2 separate regions of the Anas platyrhynchos genome follow, and region 2 is linked to region 1. A link is a contact called in public Hi-C data. All regions are on one chromosome and are shown on one strand. Each heading gives the region's core, a stretch centred on a gene start, on an enhancer-like site or on the middle of the called end of the contact. The rest is flanking DNA. Distances are from core to core; before and after follow the strand shown. Region 1 overlaps SEPTIN7 (septin 7). Region 2 overlaps LOC106015329 (a long non-coding RNA gene).

The links. Hi-C and Micro-C count contacts between places; a contact is called where the count stands out from the background.
Region 2: a Hi-C map of skeletal muscle shows a contact between it and region 1, with 2.8 times the contacts expected there. The contact joins two enhancer-like sites. A contact is called at or near these places in 6 of 8 Hi-C or Micro-C datasets (F1 follicle, F5 follicle, liver and 2 more).

The regions. Positions count from the first base shown.
Region 1 is chr2:97,137,287-97,142,263 of IASCAAS_PekinDuck_T2T, reverse strand. It overlaps SEPTIN7 (septin 7), which reads left to right. Exons shown (of 13, transcript XM_038174626.2): 3 at 2,739-2,839; 4 at 3,439-3,573. Among named protein-coding and RNA genes, the nearest start is that of SEPTIN7, 57 kb to the left of the region's middle. Within about 2 kb of position 2,138, at least 3 of the 8 cell types and tissues checked have an H3K27ac peak or open chromatin away from gene starts, as enhancers often do.
Region 2 is chr2:97,218,128-97,223,464 of IASCAAS_PekinDuck_T2T, reverse strand. The region is part of intron 1 of LOC106015329 (a long non-coding RNA gene); the gene reads left to right. Among named protein-coding and RNA genes, the nearest start is that of HERPUD2, 12 kb to the left of the region's middle. Within about 2 kb of position 3,819, at least 2 of the 8 cell types and tissues checked have an H3K27ac peak or open chromatin away from gene starts, as enhancers often do.

The DNA.
Region 1 (4,977 bases), core at 889-3,388:
TATGGTCTGTCTGTCTCCCATGCTTTCACGGCACACTTACCTAGATGCACTGAGTTTCTTGTTCTGTAGGTATTTGAAAGCTCTGCAAGATACCTGCATGAATTGATGAAACGTAAGAATTTAAATCCCCACCACCTAGGAAGGTATTAGTGCTGCCTGCAGGTACTCAGTTACTGCAGGCCACTTGTCAGAAGGTGACTTCAGGAATTTAGCCACACTTACAAGCATACAGGGTCAGGAAAAACGTATGGTGTGGCATTTCTACAGAGCTCCTGACCTTCCTTTTTCATTGTTGTAAACACACATTCAAACTTGTACTTGATTAATTGCTTTTTCTGAATAAGCATTCTGCTATGAGAGTGTAATAATTTAATGATTTTTGCTGGGAATTTGTGTGCCAGAGAATAAAGTCGATACCTTGTAGCACTTGGCAATACTACAGTTCTTAACCTTATCATCTGCAATATTTTGAAAGTGTTACAGGTTTCTTATGCTTACAGAGAGCTCCGTTATGTGAGGGCTCTGTGGTTACTGCATGCAAGAGAGCAAAAAGAATTAAAGGAATCAGAAGTTAATCTCCTGCGTGCTAAAGCTTGTGAGTAGTAAACTCTTGGCTGAGTTGACTGTGTGCCTGGGGATTACTGCCTTGAGTTCTGGCATCAATTGTGTACAATAAAATTTCTCTGTAGCACTCTCGAGGGAAAAAAAGATCTATTCACAACAATTAAAACTTAAGTTTTTCAAATGCTGCATATGCATTCCCAGGCTCTCGCTGCTTTGGACTGGACACTTCTGGAAGGATAGAAATTGTGCAGTTATAGAAAGGGTAACTTGGTGGTGTCTTAGGCTGCTGGGTGTTGTGTGTTTCAGTTTTGTTGTTTGTTCTTTAATCGTGTCTTAAACCTTTCCAACTTTGTGGTTAGGCACGCTCGAGCAGGAGATGGAATTAAGTGACCTCCAAGTCCACTCCAATTTACCTTCTCCTGTGACTGACTACCCAGGTAGCCCAGAGCTGGGCGTTCTTGTTTTGTGAAGATGCATTAATGATTTTTTCTTTTTTGCCTTTTTGTTTGGTTAGGAACCAGCTCATAATTACCGCAGGCTTCAGACAGCCATGGTATTGCTGTATTTGTTTGTCAAGACCTAGGAGCAAAATGGATAGGTCTGGCTTGGATAGGATCCTTGCTGAAAAGTAGGGGAAAATAATGTTCTGCAAATTCAGAGGTTAAATACAGAGCCCCAGCTTCTTTGGAGTTACTTATTGCTGTTTTCTGTGCTTCTGAACATCCTCTTAATTACAGTCAGTGTTTTACTTGTGCAAGAGGTATTTAGTTTGACTTTCTGCAGAGTGCTAATTTATCTTGTAGTTTGGAGTTGCATCACATAACCAGTGACTGCAAAGAGTTTGCAACAAGTTTCAGGTGTGGTTGTGAGCCAATCCATTTCAGCTGTGCAAATGGGTATGTGCAAGCACTTAAGTAGCATTGAGGAGATCTCTCAAATCTTGAGCTGGAAAAGAGGCCATCCAGATGGGATTTATTATCCAAGTTTCTACTCTCTGAAAGTTCATTACTGCATCTTCTCTAAGGGTTCACCTAGTTACTTTTAACTTAATTTTCTCTCCCCAGGTAATGATCAGGAGGCTTAAGAAGTATGTTAAGCAACACTGTGGCGTAAACATCTGCAAACTTATTTGCAGCCACTTGCTGTTAGGAATAAATGGCTGGCATAATTAATTTATTGATTTTGTGTCAAGAAAGCAGCTTCACTAATAATTAATAGAAATTGTCTTAATATCAGAAAAAGCATGATTAAATGTGTGAGCAGTTCAAAAGAGCCAAACTGCTAATGTGATTTTCTTTTTTTTCACTGCTGTGGGTCAGACTGGCGGATACAACAGTGCTTATAGCTCTCTTTTCACCGAATGCTGCTTTATCAGGGAGATGCACCTGATGCTGGCATTGGCGATAATTCTTGAGATATGAAGTGTTAGCTATTCATTTGCCATGTGTCTTGAGCTTTCTGTTTCACAACCTGCTTCCTGCAAGAGGATGGAGCTGTGCTGCAGATGGGTGGTCACAACTCGGGCAGGCGCTCCCACACCCAAAACTTGCATCATGTCTTGCGCTGCAGCAGTTGTCTTGTTGAGTCAGGCTTCCATCCGAGCACTGAGCTAACAGAAACCATTACAGTCACGTCACCTCTGGCACAGCAGATTGCAGCGAGATTGCATTATCTTCCCATCTCTCTGCCTCTATAGCAGGAAACCCTCACTTTCTAGGATTCCTTTCCCAAGCATTGCACTAAAAGCAGACAAACAAATATGTTATATCTTTTTAATAACCTGGACTAGAGTATAGCTACATTTCTAGCCTAGTTGGGTTGTTTGGGCAGGGGGGATTAGTGCTCTCTCTCTCTCTTTCTCTCTCTCAATTTTGTACTGGCATCGGTATTCTTCTTGAGAGTTTTTCATCTTTTGAACAGGAGTTAAACTATTGGGACATTTTATATGCTTAGATGGGTTCTATTACTGAGTTTAAAAAAAAAGTTGTGATTTAAATTTAAAATGTATGAATCAACAAATATCAAAATAATTTGGATTTTATAAGCAAAGCAAGTTTGCTCTGAAGCAGAAAGGTCAGCAATTCTTTGTCAGACTTCTTATTCATTGAATCCTTTTCCTAGTGTTTAAAATCAATGGCTAAATTGCCAAGCATTTAATCTCATTCATTTTACAGGTTGAGCAGTCAAAAGTTTTAATCAAAGAAGGTGGTGTTCAGTTACTGCTTACAATAGTTGACACACCAGGATTTGGAGATGCTGTGGATAATAGTAATTGGTAAGACATTCTTTGTGTTTTCCCACAAAATTCTGTATCTCTTTTGTATGTGTGAGACAATGCATTCTGACTTTTTTCAAAATGTACACTTTGATCTTCAGTTAAAATGTTCATGGCTTTAAACTTGTCTGCAGTTTGCTATTAACTGAAAACTTAGACTACTGTAGTTTCTATTACCATTATGACTTGATTGAAACACAATCAGCTTTTCTCTAATTATCTTTAAAGTGAATGGAACCTTTAGAACTGTATCAACACTTACAGTATGCTAAACCTAGTTGTATGCTCTCACAAGATTTGACCAGAAAGTATATTCCTTTGGTGTATTCCTATACTCTCTTTAAGGATTTTCTTTAATGCTATTACAGTGATGGTAATGGTGTTTGAAAGGGTTTTTCAGTGAGCTAGTAGATTGTATCTGTACAGCTATGTAACTTGATAGTGTGTTGAGGAGCTGGTTGCTTACAATATACTGTGTTGAATTCTTTTAATAAAAAAAAAAGTCATAGGGAAATAGTGTACACTTAATTCTTAGCAAAGTCAGACTTTTTTACATAAGTGATGTAACTTACAGGTTTTTATTCATGTAACCTCTGCAGCTGGCAGCCTGTTATTGACTACATCGACAGTAAATTCGAGGACTACCTGAACGCAGAATCTCGAGTAAACAGACGTCAGATGCCAGATAATAGAGTGCAGTGCTGTTTATACTTCATTGCTCCTTCAGGACATGGGTTAGTATTAGTGTATTTTGTTTCCTTTCTCTGTCTATATCTAAAACACCCAAATTTGGCATTCTTATGTATGGAAAGTTCCAGATATGGCTTCTTAATTAACTGCAGACCATGTTTAATTTCAAAGACGAACTTACTTTGACTTGTCAAACATCAGCAAGCGTGCCAGGTAATAAGTTAGAACACGAGAAAATATGATGGTGCATTAATAACATAACAAGAAAAAAATAGAACAATTAAAAAACACATAAGTATTCAAAAGTGCCAGGATTGCTTCTGATACGTATGTCTTTGCCCAAACACATTTAAATTTCAACTGTAGAAGCTGGTTCACATCTCAGGCAACAGGATTTTTCTTTCCCTCTGAGGTTAATGATAAAATCAAAGATTGAAAGCTACTTGCATCCTTTTAAGAATGTTTTATTCACCTGGAGTGTAATCCTTTGACTAGTGACAATTGCAATATCCATGTTCTGTATTTTATTTTTCCAGTTATTATGCAATCCTTCACCCCTTCCTATTTTTAACTTGATCAGACTTCTATCTAGTGGTGGAGAGAGGGAACTGCATTTCCAGGGTGTATTAGATGCAGGCCAGCTAGATCTGAAATTTGTTGCTTAGCATTTTATTGTATTACAAGTGATTAAATTTCTCAGAGACTCCTTAAGTGGTACCTTCAAAACCAGGAGGAGGAGAAGATAAGTAGCCTATTCTGTTGAATAGATGGAAAGTAGTAAAATGCTGTGAAGGAAGTAATGAAGAAATCCTGAGGAATATTCCTCTGGTAGTGAAAAAAGCCTGTTCAAAATTCAGCTTCTCTAGTTAGCATCTGAATGGTTCCAGTAACCATTTTTGAACTACACAGAGTTCTAAACTTTGGAAAGAAAATGCTATTTTTCTAATGTAGACTTGTCTTCACTAAACTTCTTTTGATCAACATGCGTGTTAATCAAGCAAGTGCTGTAGTTGGGAACTATCCTCCTCCTTTGGCAGCTGCCCATCAGCCAGAAGTTGATTTAGGTGGCTTTTTGAAATGAGAGGGAAAGCATACAAGGGTGAATGGATAGCCACACCAGTGCTCTTAAACTAGACATACATTAATGTTAGCTATTTAAAGGAATCATGCTGTGACTTTCAGCAGCAAGTAGAAGCTGTTAAACTGGAGATAAATACGTTTTCTGTGACGTTTTGTTTATTCTTTTATGTATGTATGTATATGGTTTCAAGGAGAAGCTAATTTGAGTACCAAATAAATCTGTTCCTAATCCTAATTTATTTAATATGAGAAATAATCTTGTTAAATCCTTTAAGTGAATCCTTTAAGCCTGACTGAACTTGTTATAATTCTAAAGCATTAATGCATCAAAACCTATGGCTTTACTTTAGCAAACAGGAACTATTGAC
Region 2 (5,337 bases), core at 2,570-5,069, 80 kb before region 1:
ATGCCATTGTGGAAGACCTGGGTATTTCCACTGCTTCAAAATGAGCTGTGAGTTTTTTCAGTAATGCTGTGAGCTTAGATCTGGTCCGTATTCACAGTCACTGTCCTCGTTCCTTCCGCTTCTCACCTGCTGGCCTAGCGATAATACGTGTGTGTGGCTTCCTGACAGTTTAACACACACCGGTGCTCACACCACCAAAATACAATTGTTTCATTGATTAGCCCCAGCAAGGAGTTGTAACTATTCTTTCCTTCCCAAAAAAGCATCCAAGCCAAATTGGAATTGTAGGCAACTGCCTGGGCAGCAGGAGGAAGCTTGCAGTGTTAGGCCCTCTCTATTCTGCGGATAAAAAAACAGCATTTCAGTAACCAAGAAAGTCTATTCATGAGTTTTCTCATGCATTAAATGGCCACACAAAAAACTCTCCCCTCTGCCCTAAAAACACAAGGCAGCATGATGCCAGAAGAGCTCAGTGGTAGAGGAATTTGTGGCGGACACAAGGAGATTGTATTGGCCACAGTGGAAAGAACTGAAAAAAGAGACACATTTATTCTTTGGCAATTGTGGGCAAGTACTTGCAAAAAAAGCCTCAGATGTAAAAAGCTCAGGAAAAGACAAAAAAAAAAAAAAAAAAAAAAAAAGTTTCAGATTTTCAGCTGCAGGTGGATTTACATTCAGAAGGTGGTGACATGACCTGAGTTGTTGGAGTGCTGTCATGGCACAAGGAAAGCAGCCCGCAGGATGGATCTGCAGTCCTCTGAAGGCTTTGGGAACTTTGTTATGGGTTTCAATAGGCTGTGGAGTGATGGAGCTGCCAAATGTCACGCATTTTACTGTAGCTAGCAGTGACCTTCTCACGCTGGCCTGGCTCTCAGCTGGATCCTCAGGCACTCGGTGGTGGGAAAATGTGGCAGGCTTTTGGCTTGCAGTGCTGTCTTGGGGCTTCTGGAGGCCCCTGTGGCTCTGCCCCTGAGGCAGGTAATCAAGTCCTGCCTGTAACTGCAGTATGCCCAGAAGTAGTGGACCCGATCCAGGTCAAAGGAACCAGGATAAAGGTTCCCAAGATGATGTCTGCAGCCAGTTATGGCAGCATTTTCCAACATACCTCCAACATTTTCCTCCACCAGTAAAATAACTTTTACTTGTAGAAAGTCCAAGACTGAGAGTATCCACTGCTCTCCCCATGCAGCAGTGCCTTACCCATGAAGCAACCTCTGAAATCACCTACATACTTGGCTCTGGGGGCTCTCTGATTCCCTAGTGTTGGTTCTGGCAGGCTCAACAAGCACACCTCTCCATCAGTCCCCTTCAGCACCTGGCCGGGACCCCCTCCAGGACTGCACTGTCCTGCACCCCTGCTCTGCCATGGCTTAGATTAATGTGTCCTGCTCGCTAATCTGAAAATTGTTTGCAGGCAGGCATGTGAGTGCAGGAAGTTTTTTGCATAAAAGAGCTCACAGGGAGCGGAGCGTGTTTTGGAAGCGCTCTTTCAGCCCCAGGCTGGGTCATCGTAGAGGAGAATAATAGTAACAGAATCAAAGAAGCAGCACTGCGTGAGGAACATCTAACGTTTCAGCTCACAGACAATCAAGGAGTGACTGCACTGCGTGTGAATGGCCAAGGTCTGGAACAAGACAGGTGGATTTAGTTTAGTGTAGGTTTCACACTGGATGGTAAGCAGACTGCAAACAGATTGAAATAGCAAGGGAATTTACCTAAAAAATGCCACCTTACACAGCTGTGAGGGCATGCGAAGTTAAAAATTCACATTAAATAAGAGGTCAAGAGAGTTATTTAACCTTCCTTGGACTGGACACACATGAAAAACGTGTGTTAGACAGTTACAGGCCTTAATGAATGCTGACCCATTTTGCTGTTTAAAACATTCTGGAACTTCCATGGAGACTTATCTGATGCCACCTATATATAATGACCTAGATTTTAAAAACAGTTGGGAAGCAGACGCCTGGAAATCTGCTGTGAATTTTAACATTTTCCATACAAAGATTGAGTGTAAACCTGCAGCTTGTTTTCCCCTTGGAAAGACTAAAATGCTTTCAGGACTTCTCAGATGCGTAATTAGGATCATCTTGTCTGGGACATGATCGCGAAGTGACAGCAGGGTCATCCTTTTGCTGCCAGATTCCCGTCTTAAAGGAGTTCCCGGTAAGCACAGGTTTAAAGTTATTACTATCTAATAACTGTCTAGTTGTCTGTATGGCATAGCTTACTATGTTTAGTAGTCTGCGTGTCAGAATCCCAAAATCCACCGGCACCGTTAGTACCTTCTAGCTGAGTTATCACAGTTACCAGCAAATTAAGTGGCAAAGGGAAAGAATTGCTTTGCCAAGACGAAGCACTCTGAATAAAGCAGACGTGATGGTTAGGATGAAGCAATTTGTGATGGCTTCCCCTCTCCTCAGATTAAAAGGCTTCAGTCATCAGGTTTGTCTTCCCAGCAATATCCCCTGGAAGTCATTCAACCATCCAAAGCACGGACTATGTGAAGTGGCATTTCTAGAGTTCAGCAGGCAGGCTGCCAAAAGAATCTCTTCTACTCCCATTTTAACATAAATTTCTATGAGTTGGGGAAATCAAATTAAGCAATCATACAAAAGAGAATTGCTGGCAGAAAATATTTGGGAAAAGGAAACTGAAATGCCTCCTTTTGTATTTTAAATAGGAAAAATATGCCAGAGCCTCATAGGCTCAGGGATCAAAAGGTCAGTAGAACAAAAAGTAGTAAGCCTAAAAAAAAAATAAATAATCTAGTAGGAGGAAAAAAGGAAATTTGTAAAAATAAGCAAAAACAAGTTAAAGGGTAATTAGTGAGATAAATAATACTGAATTCAAAAAAAAAAAAAAAAGTTTCAGCTGACAGCAAAGGGACACAAACATGTTTTTAGTGGAAGCCAACCAAAGATAACTAAAAACTGGTCCATGGGAGCATAATTGACTTGATTGTCACAGCTATTTAAAGATGAGCTTTGAGGTTATGAAAACTTGTGTGATACTGCTGAAAGGCCTCATTAAAATAAAGCAGGCATTTCTGCTGACTGCTAATGAGAGTTTCCTAGGAGAAAGTTTGTTCCTGAAAACCTTTCTGCAGAGCTTTTGGAACCCAGTGTATACACGCAACCAGAGGGAAGCGGATTTACTATCTGCACTCTTCTCCCACTGTTTCATCAAAACCTTATTGAATTCCAGCCTGTTTGTAAAATCAGTGCTCATTGTAATACCCTGCAAGGCTCTCGAGTGCAATCCCTATTACACAAACAAGCATGATTTCAGACACAACAATTATGTCTTGAGAAATATCAGACGAGATAATCTTTCCCCAGGACAAACGGAGACCAGGAAAGATAAAAGACTATAAAAATGTGTTACCCATTTTAGCAGATGCCAAGGAAAATTCTGCATGATAGTAGGAATATTGACCATAGTCAGGACGAATCTTAAAGCCATTACTGCTGTGCAGAATGATGCACTAGCAGACGCGTGCTGTGAATCGGAACATACCAGATGCTTGTTCAGATGCGTCTTTGTAAAAATGAAGTCTAGCACAGTGAATTTTACAGCTTCAGCTTCTCAGAAGAGCATGCTTTGAACTACTGCCCATAAATATTTGGTGGTTACTCTTGCAACTCTTCTTATTTCCTGGCAGGAGACCTAAGTATGGGATGGTGTTCCTTGAGTCTGTTCAAGTCCAGCATCAGAGGAGACTTCTGCCTGATTTATGCCAGCCCAGTGGTAGAACACATTTTTTTTTTGGATGAGGCAAGCATTAAGGACTTGTGAGTGGCAAAGGGTTGGACCAGGTGGAAACAGGCAGGCCTGCAGCCCTGCAGAGGATACACACAGCCTGAGCAGAAGGGAAGCAAAAGCTAGGGATGGGCAGAAAACCAATAGTGCCAAGACCTAGTGCTTTAACATCACATGAGTAACATCTAGTAATTTTCACTTAGCTATACGTGCTTATGACTGAATCACATAAAAATTTTGCCAAAGCCTCGTGTCCTTTAATGCACTTTTGCAGTGGAGAGTTTCCACTTCAGAAAAGCCAACATGGTGCAACTAATTTTTTTCTTAACTGCAAATAGAACTAAACTTTTTTTAGTGTATGCTGTAGTTTCCAGAATGATGGTTATAACCTATCATATATTCCAACTTTAATGATAACTCAGGAGGTAGAAAAGCCATACCCACTTCTCCATCCAGAAGGATGAAGATTCAACTGTCTCATTCCTCACCGAGTCATCTGCCCAACAACTTATAGTTCATTCACCCCACAAACATGACAAGAGTCAATCCCCACAAGTTAAATGAACCACATCCTCTGTGAATATACCGGCCCCCAGCCATCTGCAGAAAGCCTGAGAAAACAGAGGCGGTAGCGTAACCCAGAAGGTCAGTGAACTGATGCTGTCGGACCCGCACTGCTTTGGAGTCAGAGGGAAAAGAAAGGACCTCCAGGCTGTGAGCTTTATGGGGCAGTTACTTTTCTAGCTATAGCTGTACATTCAGCCTAAAGGTGATTCAGGGCTATGTTAAGTCTTCAGCTTTTCACACTTATTTGATATTTCCTAATTACGATTCCACTCAGTGACAGGCAGATTGAAATTCCTATGATCCCTGTTGTAGTTGTTTTGCAGGCTTCCTTTATCTGCATAAACATTTCCTGTCCTGCTTTCTCATCCTCCCCCAGTGCCCTATAATGGCTTCCTATTACATCTTTTTTACCATTTCTTTCACTCGGGTCCAAATTATTTTTCACTGGTGACAGCTCTGCCTGTGATATTTCTTGCTTTAGAAATACGTCACAGCTTCTCACCAAGTGAAGAGGCTTTCTGTGTGCTAACAAATGTTTTAGGGAAAAAAAAAAAAAAAGAAAAAGAAAAAAAGTGTAGTTTGATGTTTAAAATTCTTGACTGCATCTGAATTTGACCAGAGCTCGAGTGCATCTGGGTCATTGTATTCTTTTGGTGGCACCGCTCTCCTCTGCATGCTCACAACACAGTGTTCTTGTTGCACAGGAGATCCTCCGAACATTAAAATAAACTTTCTTTTATCACTACGTTTTCCCAGAAGACTGCTATGCTGGCATTTCAACCCTGTTGCAAGAGTTGTTCTTTACATACAAGTTATACATCACACCCTTTTGTAATAGATGTATGCGACTCTTTTTTACAGCTGAGTAGGTTATTATATGTGCAACACCCTTGGTGTGCTTTCGATACTGTGTAGGTGCTATAATGCTCTGGGCTTTATACTTCATGCTATAATGGTTGGTCTGCACAGCACAGTACAGAGAGCTAGGTATAAAAATTCAGGTGGAGC